Linked DNA regions of Gossypium arboreum: all the other regions are linked to region 1. The links are chromatin contacts, called in public Hi-C maps. All regions are on one chromosome and are shown on one strand. Each heading gives the region's core, a stretch centred on a gene start, on an enhancer-like site or on the middle of the called end of the contact. The rest is flanking DNA. Distances are from core to core; before and after follow the strand shown. Region 1 holds the start of LOC108462022 (probable protein S-acyltransferase 6). Region 2 holds the start of LOC108461406 (probable beta-1,3-galactosyltransferase 2). Region 3 holds the start of LOC108462868 (autophagy-related protein 8C-like).

Region 1 (5,063 bases), core at 682-3,181:
CAACACAAAGTGTACATTGGGTTGGAGTTGTTTTGGCGTACAGTTGGGAAGTCGAGTGGGCCATGCTGTATTCGAATTTTTGCGAACAATTTGGCGTATTCTGGCGGGCTTATACTAGTGATATTTTTGTCAAGGGAGATAGTAATCGGATTTAAACGACCCATGCGGTTGAGATCATTGATCCGAGTTGGGTTCTTCAAAATGCAAGGCTGTCGGGGTCTTGAATTACGAACGTGTATATCGCGGTTAGACAATCGGTAAGAGTTGATTTACAGGTCGTACTAGAATTGACTACAAAATGAAGAATTGACGGTTGGGAAGTTCTTGGTCACTATAGCCAGCTTATGGTTTGGAGGAAAAAACCTTTTTTCAAGGATTAATTCTGTACTGGAATTCATCGAGTGTAAGGCTAAGACTTTATATTACTGCTTACTGAATTCAATTCTATTTTCTTATTTTTTTCCGATTAATATAATTGTTTATTGCTGCTATTTCACTTTATTTACTTTCTAAACATCTTCATCTCCCCTTATTTATTTATTTATTTATTTATTTTTTTAGCAAGTTTGTCATGAGTCGTGGATGCGACTATTATCACGACAGTAATTCTGATCATAAGGAAAGGCGAAATTGGATAATTAATCTATATAGATTTGACCCTACTACTTTTGTCATAGGAATTTTTATTTAATAATTTCTTCACCCATCAAGAAATGTTGAGAAATGTTCAGAACTACGTCGAATTTGCTTCGTCCGTGGAATAATCGTTGGCTACTCCCTCAAACGCTGTGTATAATAGTGGACTTCCAAGGTTCTCAATCGGTTAAAAGACGATAAGTGCAATGTTATTAACTCTTTCAAATCCGGTTAAGTTTCGTATTAAGAAAATAGGTAACTAATTTTTCTTAGTACTCAACTACTTTATTTTTTCTGTCATGAAATTTCTGAAAATGCGAGTAGTTTATATATATATTTTTTAAAAAGAAAACTTGTTCAAGATTCAAGAAATGAAAGCCTAATTTTCAATATCAAAATTAAATCAACACTCTGGTAAGGAAAAGTTAATTTCTTTTTATATTTACAATAAAATAAAATAATTGATAGAAAAAGATAATGGAGAACAAAGTAAAAAAGAAAAAAGAAAGCCAAATCCACATGAAGAGGGGCTGAGTTGTGGGTTAATCATGAACCCAAAATTTGACGCGGAGAAAGTTTTTTTTTTTTGGTTTAATTTAAGTTGGAAAATAATTATTGATGTAATAGTAGCATAGATGAGTTAGTAGGAAGGGTTGACATAATAAATGTTTCTAATTCATATATGTAAAATCTGTTTTTTTCTTTTATATTTTTATACAAAATTTATAAAAATAAACTTAAACCGAGATTTGAGCCTAAGCTATGTTTAATATTTCATTATATATATAAAATTTTGTAACAATTTAACACCTAAATACAAATGATTTAACTAATTTTAAAAATAAAATGTGGTTGCAATTAGATGAAGGTGATGGTGCAAAATGGTCTGTATTTAAACTTCAAAGCACATGACATCTCAGTGTAGAGAGATAAATAATGGGAAACTGATAATATCAGTTGCGATGAAATTGATTTTCTCCTATTCAAAATAAATAAAATAATTAAAATTAATTTTTTATCTTTCTTTAAATTAATATTTCCACTGATTTTTAATCCCACCAATTGAAATCAGTATTGGATAACATTATTTTTTCAGATATATTTGTATAAAATTTCATGTTGTGTTTATAATTATAAAAATATTAAGCGGCACCGACACACCTTTAAACGCTGCGTTTCGATCCCCATCCTTGGGCCTGGGAGTTTGTCGGCCCATATAGTTAAGGGAAAACCGCTTTTCCAGTTTATTTTATTACTTCCCCCTTCAAAAGTTGCTTCGTTTTTCAGTCTCCCCTTTTAAGCGTAATATCAAATCTAAGCAAAAGATCTATGATTCCAACAGTATGGTTGCCATGGAAATAAATGCTGCAAAGGGAACTAGAACATACCAAGTTTGGCCAGGGAACAATGTAACCTTATCCTCTTGTGAATATATATATATACTTCGTTTTCTTGCTCGCTAATTATAATATTATGTGCAGGTATTTTTTTGTCATGGCCGACTTGTATGCGGTCCAGATCAAAGAGGGTTGTTCCTGACATCTGTTTCTATCCTGATTTCAACTTGGATTTTCACCATTTACATTGCAAATGATTTGCAAAATACTAACCCCACTCTTGTTATCACTATATGTTTGATTCTAACTATAGTGGTCTGTTCCGCATACTCCATGTATATTTTAAAACTTATTACAGCAGTTAGAAAATGATGATCCTTTCATTGCAGATTATTGTCAACTTGATTCTGGTTACAGCCATTGACCCTGGAATCACTCCCCGAAGCACTCAACAATCATCTATTGAAGATACTGATAGCAGTAATGGGAGTAGGAGGAAGAAGGTAACTATTAATGGGGTTCAACTGAAACTAAAATTTTGTCGGATTTATAGGATTTTTAGACCTCCAAGGAGTTGCCATTGCGCCATCTGTGACAACTGTGTTGAAAAATTTGATCACCACTGTCCATGGATTGGTCAGTGTATTGCACTGGTATGGTCGGCATGCTTTCACATACATTTCATTTCCAAATATTTGACTGAAACTTCGTTATTTAATGCAGAGAAACTATCGGTTCTGTTTGGCATTCTTGATAACAGCATTAATGTTCTTTATCTACATATTTGCTTTCTCTTGTTGGAGGATTCACCAAAGAGTGTTGGAAAGTGGTATCGGGTTGTTTGGAATGCTGATGAACTGCCCTGAAACCTTGGCATTGACATTGTTTAGCTTTGCTGCCATTTGGTTCCTAGGTGGCCTTGCTATCTTCCACTCCTATTTAACTGCAATAAATCAGGTGAAGAGTTGGTTTAATGACTGTTTTTACTACAATTGACTGCCATAAATTAGCTACAACAATTTAAATACTGGACCAAGACTACATCGAAATATATGCAAATGACCACTTTAATTCAGATTACTTGCTTGCAGCTGTGGTGATTTGTGAAGTTTAATGCATCATATCTTTCCTTCAATCTTATGCAGACAGCATACGAGAATTTCCGGAATAGCTATGAGGGCTCTCCCAAACCATATGACAAAGGAATAATAGGTAATATAACGGAAGTGTTGTTTGCACCTTTACCTCCTTCCAGAGTTGATTTTAGGGCTGAAGCAATGCCAAGGTGGAACGTGGAAGATGAGATGCCTCCTCTTGGCTGATCATTTAAAAGTTCAGAACATAGTGGCAAAGCCTGAGTTGAATGGCTTCTTTCATGAGAGCAACAGTATTTGCTTGGACATACTGTTAAAACGTTTAAAAAGCAAATGCAGATCAAGAATTTTTACAAAAGAGATATCAAATAGCAAGTACCTATAAATACAAACTATGTTACTCGAATTCTATGGTTGTCAATGAATGGAGGTAGTGCAGTAGGACTACTGTGACGATGCCGATCAATAATATCATGCTGGTGGCCCTTGTAGCAATAAATTTCTTCATAAATTACAATCAATTAATGTATCAGATACTATTTATGTTAAAGATAGATAACATTGGTCAAATTCTTGCTCATCGTATAAGGTTTATATGTTTAATTTTTGTGTTTTAAGAGTTAATCTAACAAAAAATAATATAGTAAGCAATGTAACTCTAATGCTATACTGCTGTTTCTTATTGACAACAGTAAGAATAATATGAAAATCCAACTAAAGTGGGTTAGCTTTGGCATGCACCGTAAAGTCTAAATCCATAGTGAAAGTTGTAATCATCTTAGGACAATCTGTTATTATTGCTCTTCTCACTACAGCAAAACTGACTTTTAGCGGCGTTTTTTTAGGCCTTTAACGGTGTTTTTGTAAGCGCTGCAAAACACGCCGCTATAGACGGCGCTGCAAAATTTTGCGGCGTTTATTTGAAAACACGTCGCTAAAGGTCAGGACCTTTGGCGGCGCTTTTCCCCCAAACGCCGCCAAAGGTCAGGACCTTTGGCGGCGCTTTTCCAACAAACGCCGCTATAGGTCATGAAATTTAAAAAAAATATATATATATATAAAAAAATTAAAATTCATTATCAAAATATTGAGAAGAATATTGTCCATGATTTAAATATAAAATTTTCTATTAAAATTCATTATCAAATTAAAATAAAAATAAAAATATAGAATCAAAACTAAAATAAATATTAAAAATTAGATTAAATATAAATATAGAATCAAAATAATAAAGCACCAAACTTATATACTGCCCACCATTATAAGTCACTAAAAGCAAGAAAAACAAAATCACTTAATTCATGGAATTCACAAATGTTAACATCAGACATGAGTTTAAAACTTTGCCTTCGGAAGGATGTTCAAAACCAGAATCCACAATAGATCGAAGCAGCTCCGATTTCAGCAGCAAGTTTCTGAATCCCGAACTGTGAATTCCAACATACCCCCTACACCACATAAAAAAGAACATTGCTTTACACTAAAACTAGCAGATTATATTAGAACATTGTTTACCTTAAAAATATGTATAAATTAGAATCAGCTAAGGCTAAAATACTTGAGGAAGTGCTTTGACATAGCTGCGATAAGTATAAAGCACTAATGCCATCTCCTTCCCATCCTGGATAAATGTGTTCTGCCATGCCATCAAATACAAGATCAGAGACTAAAACAAAACACTAAAAAGTTTATCAAAATTTTGCAATTAAAAACACTATGTCAAACTAAGACTGCAACAAAATTGACTTTTAGCAACATTTTTTAAGGTCTTTAGCGGCGCTTTTAAACGCCGCTAAAACTATTAGCGGCGCTTGTAGAAGTGCCGTAAAAAAGGCCGCTATAGATGGCGCCACTAAAGTTTGCGGCGTTTTTTCAAATAAACGCCACTAAAGATCATGACCTTTAGCGCGCTTTTTCCACAAACGCCGCTAAAGATCATGACCTTTAGCGACGCTTTTTCCACAAACGGCGCTAAAGATCAAGACCTTTAGCGGCG
Region 2 (5,105 bases), core at 1,230-3,729, 310 kb after region 1:
GACCTTTGTACTTTTTTATCTCCCATAAGCCTGTCATTTTCCTAACTGAAGCTATGATTTTCCATGAACATGTACCGTATTGCACTGTTCACTTGGCCTCAAACTTTTTGGATTTGAATTTAACCACGTAGTAGTTAACCCTATTCATGATGCTATGTTGTTTCAATAAATCAAGAAAACTATCCTTACTAGAAAACACCTTGCCAACTTCCAATTCACCCGAATCTAATGATGAACTTATACGGTCATGCCTTTTGTGTGGGTAGATCTGGAAACTCTAACGCATCATCTGCCGATAGATCGACCTTATACATGTGGGCTGGAGGCAAGTACGCCCTGAATCAGGGATCTTCTTCTTCTTCATCTGAACCCCCTCCACCGTCTTCAAGTTTGTTTAGAACAGGCTCCGGTTTAGAAAATAATTCAACTTCTACACTATCAGGGTCAGGCTCTTGAGGTGGATCAACATCGGGCTCATCATCCAACACACCATTATCTGCAACGTATGAGGTCTCCTCGCTAATGGACGTCATAGGGTGTACATCATCCCATATTGTAGACGTTTCGTAACGTCCCTAATCAGATATGAATTGCCAACCACTAGAAGTTGATGTCATTCCCCAGTATCTATTTTTACCATCAAACATCAAACTACTGAGGTGTATGTCCCGTCCACTAACTGAGTGTCGTATAGAAGTTGTGTATTCCATACTGCTACCAAACACAGACGCTTCCATGTTCTGCCTACCACTGACGGAGTGTCGGGTAGAGGTCATGTATTCCTATTGAACAGCAGTAGATGTTGAAGTTGCAAATGCTTCATTTGGCAATAAAAATTGTACATATAACTTAAGATAGGGTGATCCACTAACAAGATGAGTTTGCACCATCGCCTCCAAGTTACACCACCTTTGATATCACATGAGTCATATGTCACGAGATCAATCGAAGCACAAAATCGATACTTAATAGATGAAACTCTCATTGACTTCGTTCCAAAAATTTTACTCCTAAATATTTTACGAAGTTCTGTCAAATCTATGTTATGGTTAAAAACCAGTCACGTTGTGTTATCCGATAAAAAAATAACACTGTTCTTGATGTCACGGACCTCACCATCATAGTAAATAACAACACTAATACGTTCACTCATCTTCAATTTCTATTTTTCTTAGCCTCTCTAATTTTTTTTTGCTGTAACTTATGCAACTTGAGTTTGAAATTTGACTCATTTATAGCCTAAGGCCAAGTAGGCATTACTGTAGAAAAGAGCGTCCACGTGGAAGCTTTTTCAGTAATTTTGCTGATAGTGCATCTTGCTTGAAGTGTTTTTGACACTATTTTGTTAGAATCGTCTTCTAAAAATTATTTTTTTAGGAACTACTATAGAAAAAGAGCGTCCACGTAGGAGCTTTTTTCAGTAATTTTGCTGATAGTGCATTCTGCTTAAAGCATTTTGACATTATTTTTTTAGAACCGTCTTCTCAATTTTTTTTAGGAACTACTGTAGAAGAACAGCGTCCACGTGGAAGCTTTTTTTAGTAATTTTGTTGACAGCCCATCCTGCTTGAAGCGTTTTTGACATTATCTTTTCAGAACCGTCTTCTCAAAATTAAATTTTTTGAAACTATTGTAGAAAAAAAATAAAATCATTCTTTTCAATATAATTTTTTCTTAACCTTTAACCTAAACCCTTTTGCAAAAACTCTAAAAGCTAAACATAAAAATTATTTAAAAAAACTAAACCCTAATTTAAATAAATTTTTTAAAAACTCTAAACCCTAATTTAATTAATTTATTTAAAATCCTAAAACCTAATTTAATTATTATTTTTTAAAACTATAAACCATAATTTATTTCTTAAAATTCTTAAACTTTAAATAAATAAAACCCAAAATTATTTTAACAAAACACTAACCCTAAACCCACAAACCCTAGGCAATAAACATGCAAATAGCCCTAAACCTAGAAAAACAAGGGCTAAAACACATTCTTGAGGGAGCGATTTTGCCATGTTAGCAAACACGTCCACGTCAGCGCGTTTTGTGCTGACATGGCAAAATCGCTCTCTTAGGATGCGTTTTGTTGAATTTTCCCCCTAAAATACTCCTACATGGACACGTTTTAATATTTTTTGCCCATTTCAGTAAATAATGAAAAAAGTGGTCTATTTACGTAAATAAAGTTAGAAATATACCTTTATTGATAAAATATTCAAGTTTTATATTAACCCAAAAAAATCTTAAAAAAATAATTGCAATTAACTAGTTAATTTACGACCTGTCACATTAGCCAAATTTCTTTTAATTTCAGACACTCAAATTCTAAGTTAAGTAATTCAAAAATGTTTTTTTTAATGTAAATTTAATATAAAATATTTTTCAAGAATAAAATGAATGAAACTTCAACATAAAACAAAAGTAAAATCGAAGCGCGGTGAGATCCAACCCGACCATGCTTAGCCGCGCATAAATACATATCATCACATGTAAATAAATAAATAAAAAGGGATGAAATGGTAAATTTGTATAAGAAGAAAGCAAGAGAGAAGCGGTTAGTAGTGGGTCGTCTCTCACTTGTGTTCAACGTCCCTTGCCTGCAAGCAATGTTAGACCTCCCTTTTTGAGGCTTTGACACACAGAATCTATACACAGAAACAAACCAACAACAAAAAAAAGAAAGGAATAAAAATAGCAATTCATAATAAAACAGAGTTCTCTGTTTCTGTTTCTTTCTCTTCTTCTGAGAAAAAGTTGGAGCTCATTTTTTGCAACTGTCGTTTGATTCGGCTCAAGCTTCTTCTGTTTTTTTTTTTCCATATGGGTTTTTTGCTTCTTTGATTGCTAGTGTTGGAGAAATAGAGGGGATTTTAGGTTGGGAAGTTTCGAAAATATGTCTTTTAAAAGCAAAACAGAGCAGTCTACTAGGAGTTTTGTTTCAAAGAAATGGACTTTTCTTCTTTGTTTGAGCTGCTTCTGTGCTGGAATTCTCTTCACCAATAGGTAATACCCTTTACATTCTTTTTTTTTGAAAGTTCAAAACTTTTGGCTTTCCCTTATTTCAATGGTGAAACCATGTTAATTTGCTTTGTTAATAGATTTTTTGAGTTATGTTTCTTTTTACAATTATTTGTCCAAGCTTGTGTTCATGTTGAGTTTCAATTCTCTCTTTTTTTTTCTTTTTTTTAAAAGAGATTATTAGTGGGTCTTATTTATTTGGTGTGCCTATTAATGCAAAATTGGATCTAACCTTTGGGATAAGGTTGGTTTCAATTGACAAGTCAATTTTCATATATTAAGCGTTCTAATTTTAATGCTTTTATCTCATTGATGTTTCATCATTTGATAATCGTTGTGCAGAAGAATTAAATAGTTGCAATAGGGAACCTTGACTATAGTTGAAATTTTTACTGCTTTTGTTTTCTTTCTTTTTTTGCACATATAAAAATTTTTGGTTCAAATTTGGATTACAGGTAAAATTTTGGGTTTTCATTATGTTAATGTGTAAAATTGGTAACAGGATGGTGGCTGTTCCTGAATCTAAAGCTATCATGCGGATAACCGCCGTAGAAGCTGAAAAATTAAAACTCATTTCTGAGGGTTGTAACCTAAAAGCTGTGAGTCTCTTTAACTTGCATTCATATAAACCTTTTGTTAAGTTTTGTAGGTTTTAAGCTGTTTGGTTTCCTTTCTTTGTATCAGAAAGGAGAAAAGCATGTATCAAAGGACATCATCGGGGAGGTTTTCAAGACTCACCATGCTATACAGTTAGTATTGCTTTTGTCTAACTATGGTTCATTTGATTTTTAAGTGACTGATCAATGAACTGGTTGTGTCATTTTTCGATGTAGGACATTGGATAAGACTATTTCCAACTTAGAGATGGAATTAGCTGCTGCAAGGGCGGCTCAAGAATCTTTACACGGTGGTTCTCCGTTATCCGAAGATGTGAGTAGAGTTGGATCATCTAGGAAGAGAAAGTATCTGATGGTTATCGGAATTAATACGGCTTTCAGCAGCAGGAAAAGAAGAGACTCAGTTCGTGCTACATGGATGCCACAAGGTGGTCGGATTGATTCTTTTTGACCCTTCCATACCCCCATTCCCTTAACACACATCTGCTCCTTTCCTGATATTCTAATGCGAATTCGGGTGCTGAATCAAATCTGTTTTGGAAAATAGGTGAAAAGAGGAAGAAATTGGAGGATGAAAAAGGCATTATCGTTCGCTTTGTTATTGGCCATAGGTGATGGTTTAATTCTCTTTCTATCGTATTGTTTTATAAGTGAACTAGTATTATATTTTTTCTTGCTGTTCTTATGCTATTAACTTAGTTGTATTCTTCATTGCCTTTGGATCCTTATGGATGATTAAGTTTAAGGAAGCTTACAGAACCAAACTTGATGAACCACTCTAGCACTGTGTTGCCTTGCATGGTATGCCTTTTCAAGGCTACTTTTATTATTAGACTTGGTTTTTATTTCTCATGGAAATGAGACACTGGTTCGGTTCAATATTGACGACACCCGAAGATGGCTTGTTAACTTTTGCTCGAATAAGATAAAAATTTACCATTAACCAATAATCATATATTGATATTCCAGCCAAAGATGGTGACGATATTTCTTGCTTTTTATAGCCGTTCCGCTGTCATGAAATACTGTCTGCAAATAGTTTGGGACCTACATATCCTGTTATGCCCATTATTCTTTTCTTACGATCTCCTTGGCACACACTCTAAATGGTGCTATAAGCAATTAAATTGAATAATTTTTCATATACAGTGCTACATCGGGTGGTATTTTGGACCGAGCAATTGAAGCAGAGGATAAGAAGCATGGAGACTTCTTGAGGCTGGTAGGTTGTTATGGCAACTATTGATCTTTTATTGTTTTGGCTATTCTGCTAAAAATATGCTAGCCTATTTAAGAACATTCCATTACTATTTGCTTTTGAGAAAATAATGGACCAAGAAATATGTTGTTTCGATTGCAAGCAGGACCATGTTGAAGGTTACCTTGAATTGTCTGCAAAGACCAAGATATATTTTGCTACTGCTGTTGCTTTGTGGGATGCAGATTTTTATGTTAAAGTCGATGACGATGT
Region 3 (4,723 bases), core at 2,173-4,672, 420 kb after region 1:
CATATTATGGCAATTTTCACGAAAATTCAATAAAACCTCAAAATTCTTGAACAAAACTTTAAGGGAAGTTTAGAAACCTCCTAACCATATCAAAACAAGTTGAAAAATACTTTGAAACATCATTTTCCTTTAAAATCCTGAAATCTACCATTAATGACCAAATTTTCGTCTTTTATTCAAAACATTCAATTCAATAGGTAAAAACTCTATTTAAAAGACGTGATATCATCAAAAACTAATAGGAAATCAAAATGTTACCTTCGATGGGAGAAAAATGAACGTTTGGTTGGAAATCCAGAAAACTCACAGGTTTGGGAGATGACAAAATTGATGGTATTTTTAGTGTTATTCTGAAATTCTAGAGAGATTTAATGCTTGGAAGATGATAAGAATAAAAAGAATTGATGTTTGGAAGACAAAATAAGTGAAGGATGCTTGGGGATGCAATGGACAACAACAACAAAGAGAAGGGGAAAAAGTTTCGTGAGTTTGCTGTAGGTGGGGAGAAGAAATAGGTTAATTTTAAACTTTGGTAAATTTCCCTTTTGATACCCCTGGCTTTAACCCCCTTTTCAAAACAATCCTTTATTCAAAATTCAGGGTTTTTGAATATCATTTTCAAAAAATGATTTAATTTTCTAAAAGCCATAGACGAAGACATTTTTGGTTTACCATACTACGAATTTTTGAACATATTTGAGCTAAAATCCCTAAATAACCCTCAAAATTATTAGATCTAATTTTAGAATATGACAAAAAAACATAATAGAGTTAGCTTTTCATATTGAAAGCAAACATATACCGGATCCTTGTGAGACAAACGAATATTCTTTTGCCACTTCAATGGATTTTGAACATCAAGTTTGACCCTCACTCACATCTACCCATGACTTCCACAATTAATTAATTTTGTATCATAGTCTTTGAACGATCCTAAAAAAACTCTAAATTGTCAAGCTATTGCCTTTGTCATTAACCCATGTGGTAAATCATGGATCTTGATCCATAAGTCCACCAACACTAAAGGAACATGGTGTGGGTCTTCTTCATTCCCCAACTTATGGATCACAAGAAGATAATTATTAAAAATCTATATAGAAAAGATCTATAATTGTAACCCCTTAGTAGATGCCAAAGATTGACCATGGTGCTATGCATCAACTGGAAATTCATGATGCCGGTTGTCAAAAAAACAACCAACAAGATTGAAAACTCTCTATTCCCTTGATCTTGTTCAACACTATTCGATATTTACCACGTATCCTCCTCTCCATCAGAAATACTCAAAACTGCCCTCCCATCTTCCATTGAAACACACGATCGCCTAAAAACCACTAGAAATAACAAAAAAAAAACCACAAAAAAAATGAAGGCACAAAAAGAAAATAGACAAAGACTGAAGATATTGCCACACAAAGGTAGATGAGAGAAAATAAAGACGGGCCACTCATAGGGATATTAAAATAAATACAATAATTATTCAAATTAATATTTAAAATTGCCCATTATTTTATTAACTTTTATTTTAAAATTTTTAATATAATTGTTAAATTACTCCTAATTTTTAAGAAATTTAAATACGTTTCAACCCTCAACTTCTAAATTACTACAAAAATGTTGCAAGCTAAATTAGTGAACTAAAACCTGATTTACTTGTTTCATATATTTTTGTCAACGACTTGTTTCATAATTACTACATAGGAAAAATAAACAAATATATTATACAATAAAATGAAACATAAGTACATTATGCCAAATTATTATGAAATTATTCGTTTGATTATGATTTTTTATAATTTTTCATAACTTTTATTTTGAGGAATATAATTACAATCATATTTATTAATTATGACAAAGAGTATACATTTGCTGGGATTGATTTTGGTATTAAGATTTGGGCTTAAATTTTCTTTTTAGGGTTTTAATAAAAATTAAAGTGTAATTAAAATTTTTAATTTAAAAATTTAATGAAAATTTTCTAAATTAAACTTTTTAAAAATTTTAATTGTACAATTAAAGTTTTCAAAATTATTGGGGAGTTAAGGTCCCTAGGCCTCAATGGTCGCCCCCTCTATGAGTCTAATCATTAGCAACAAAATTAATTATTATAAACTACAATTTAGATATAATTTATGGTTTAAATAAATGGTGTGTTTATTTGTAATTAATGTAAAATAGTGGTGGTGTTGAGATTAGATACTATAATGTTATTGTAGCATGAGACAAAAAGTAATTTAAACGCACTACACCGTCCATTCAATCCACACTTACGCAAGAATAATTCTAGACTACCACACAACAAAATTTAAGTTAAAATAACTATGAGTAGAGTCCACACATAATTTATGCAAGATAAGATTTGATCATAGAGGCTCAAAATATGAGGTCTCAGCATTTACCAATTTGGCCATTTTTAATTTACTAAATTTTAACGTCACATTTGTTTCATTTTTATGTAGTTCATTTTAATTAATTTTTAAATAACATATTTTTAATTATTGTTACTTAATAATTTTTTTAATTTTAAATAATATACAAATTTGAAACTATATTAATTTTAAAAAATTAAGTGAAACAACATGCAATTATAATAATAATTAATGATAAATCCGAAAAATATTTACACTAAAAGATTAACACATTTAGTAATAATAATTAAAATAATTATTAAAATTTGACTTCTTTTTAAAACCAATTCATAAAACATTTCTGGCTTGCACCAAACAAACAACAAAAATATATATATATATATATATATATATTTAAAGTACTTGCTTCACATAGTATAAGCTTATAGAAAATAAAAATAAAAAAAGTATCATAATATTACCTTATCATCAATTAAAATCATCCTCCATCACTCTTTAGTGTTATTGTTGTAATAATATAATTTTATATTGCTTTTCCGTAAAATCATTCCTTTAATGTTCCACTTTTTTTACATAATTCTAACTAATTAATGCTAACCATCTCCATTTTTATTAGTAATTTTTCATATATTCTATTTAAATGAATATGCTTAACTATTTAATGTTATTTATATCTGCTCTTTTAACACAATACCTAGAATTACTCATAATCTCTCCTCAACCCATAAATAGAAGGATAATGCACTTCAGCGCACTCGAACTTACATGCTCCTGTATTGGCAACAATATCTATGTCAATTGAGTTAAAACTCAATGACTTTTATATCAATTTTTTAAATTAATAATTACAAATTAAATTTAATCACAAATTTATTTTTATTTTATGCTTATACCTTTATTTAAGTAATAATTTTTTTAAAAATAATTTAATAATAAAAGAGAAAATAAATGATATTATGTAGTCGAAACTCGTGGTTGTATATAAATTATAGATAATCAAAATTGGGCTTTGGGCCTTTGCCATTGGGCGTATCGCACTCTACAATGTGTTGTCGAACCAAATTCCTACTACAATAATAAAAAGCAATTATTTTCTGCTTTTTCTTTATTTAGAAACCCAGATTCACGCTCTCACCCTCCTTTATCTCTCAATCGGTAGGCATCATCTCCCCTTCTCTCTTGATCTGTTCTATATATATATATATATATATATATATATATATATATTTCTTTAAACTTTAATCAAGTAATTTTTCTATGTTTGATTGATTGAACTGTTTCGTTTTTCGTTTTGGTTGCAGATTTTAATCACTATGGCCAAGAGCTCCTTTAAGTTGGAACATCCCCTGGGTTCGTTCTTCTCCTTTAACTATTTTTCATATATCAATTGATTTTGATCTCGTGAAACCCCAATTTCATTATTTTCCCCAATTATTCTACTTCAACCCTTGTAGTTTTCATTTGTTTTTGTTGTTGAAATTCTTAATTTTTATAGTGTTGTTGTTTTTCCAAGAATAGAAACTATTTTGAACGCCCGATTTAGGGAACAGACCGATCAGATAATTAGGGTTTCGAATAAGTGAGGATTATCATGTTTTTTTTGTGATGTTAAAGTGTGTAGTTTTTCTCTTTTTCTATTTTTGGTGTCAGAAAGGAGGCAGGCTGAAGCTGCTCGGATTAGGGAAAAGTATCCGGACAGAATCCCGGTATGTAATGTTTGGTTGCTTTGTTTTTCAATGCAGCCCCATGTTTGTTTTCTCCTATGATTAGAAAGTCAGATTGTTGTTTGATTGTTTGTTGTAGGTGATTGTTGAAAGGGCGGAGAAGACTGATGTACCTGAGATTGATAAGAAAAAGTCAGTTATTTTTCTTTGCATGTTTTCTTTAAGAACATTAATTTGATCATACATTTTTTCAAATATGTAATGTTGCTATTGGATATTAGTTTATCAATGCTTTGAAATGTTAGTGATCTCTTTTGGTAATTTTTGTGTTATCTTTTTCTTGTACTGTGGTTCTGATTTTGGTTCTGGACTTCTCTACTTTAGAGTTGTGGATTCCTTAGGTTCTAACTAATTCGAACCAAGAATTTCTGAGTTGGTAACCATTTCTATGGGGTTTTTGAGGAGGGAAAGATATCATAGAAATGATCTCATTTGATGCTTGAATTAGATATGCTTTCAATGTGATCTACTGAATCTTTTCTTATACTAGTTCTGAATTTTGCCTAATCTATTTTCTGTTTCCATTTGGCTCTGAGTTAATATGATTTTATTCAATATGATGTGACTCTTATGTTTTGTAGAGTAAAGCATATTCTTCAACAAGATGGTGTTTTTGATATGATCCTTCTA

Evidence for each region. A called contact is a pair of places that touch in the nucleus more often than the background predicts.
Region 2: a Hi-C map of leaf shows a contact between it and region 1, with 5 times the contacts expected there. The contact joins the promoter of LOC108461406 here to the promoter of LOC108462022 in region 1. A contact is called at or near these places in 2 of 5 Hi-C or Micro-C datasets (both in leaf).
Region 3: a Hi-C map of leaf shows a contact between it and region 1, with 4 times the contacts expected there. The contact joins the promoter of LOC108462868 here to the promoter of LOC108462022 in region 1. A contact is called at or near these places in 2 of 5 Hi-C or Micro-C datasets (both in leaf).

Annotation. Positions count from the first base shown.
Region 1 is chr13:68,034,411-68,039,473 of ASM2569848v2, forward strand. LOC108462022 (probable protein S-acyltransferase 6) reads left to right here and starts at 1,932. Exons shown (of 5, transcript XM_017762028.2): 1 at 1,932-2,045; 2 at 2,118-2,288; 3 at 2,363-2,626; 4 at 2,697-2,930; 5 at 3,119-3,626. The coding sequence starts at 1,980. The coding sequence ends at 3,295. It overlaps LOC128279238 (a long non-coding RNA gene), which reads right to left. Exons shown (of 11, transcript XR_008277404.1): 10 at 4,626-4,703; 11 at 4,252-4,515.
Region 2 is chr13:68,347,910-68,353,014 of ASM2569848v2, forward strand. LOC108461406 (probable beta-1,3-galactosyltransferase 2) reads left to right here and starts at 2,480. Exons shown (of 11, transcript XM_017761252.2): 1 at 2,480-3,002; 2 at 3,520-3,616; 3 at 3,702-3,766; 4 at 3,851-4,062; 5 at 4,182-4,245; 6 at 4,784-4,856; 7 at 4,999-5,105. The coding sequence starts at 2,893.
Region 3 is chr13:68,448,100-68,452,822 of ASM2569848v2, forward strand. It overlaps LOC108462868 (autophagy-related protein 8C-like), which reads left to right and starts at 3,423. Exons shown (of 6, transcript XM_017762777.2): 1 at 3,423-3,524; 2 at 3,671-3,719; 3 at 4,020-4,075; 4 at 4,173-4,225. The coding sequence starts at 3,683. LOC108461939 (a long non-coding RNA gene) reads right to left here and starts at 563. Exons shown (of 3, transcript XR_001867892.2): 1 at 259-563.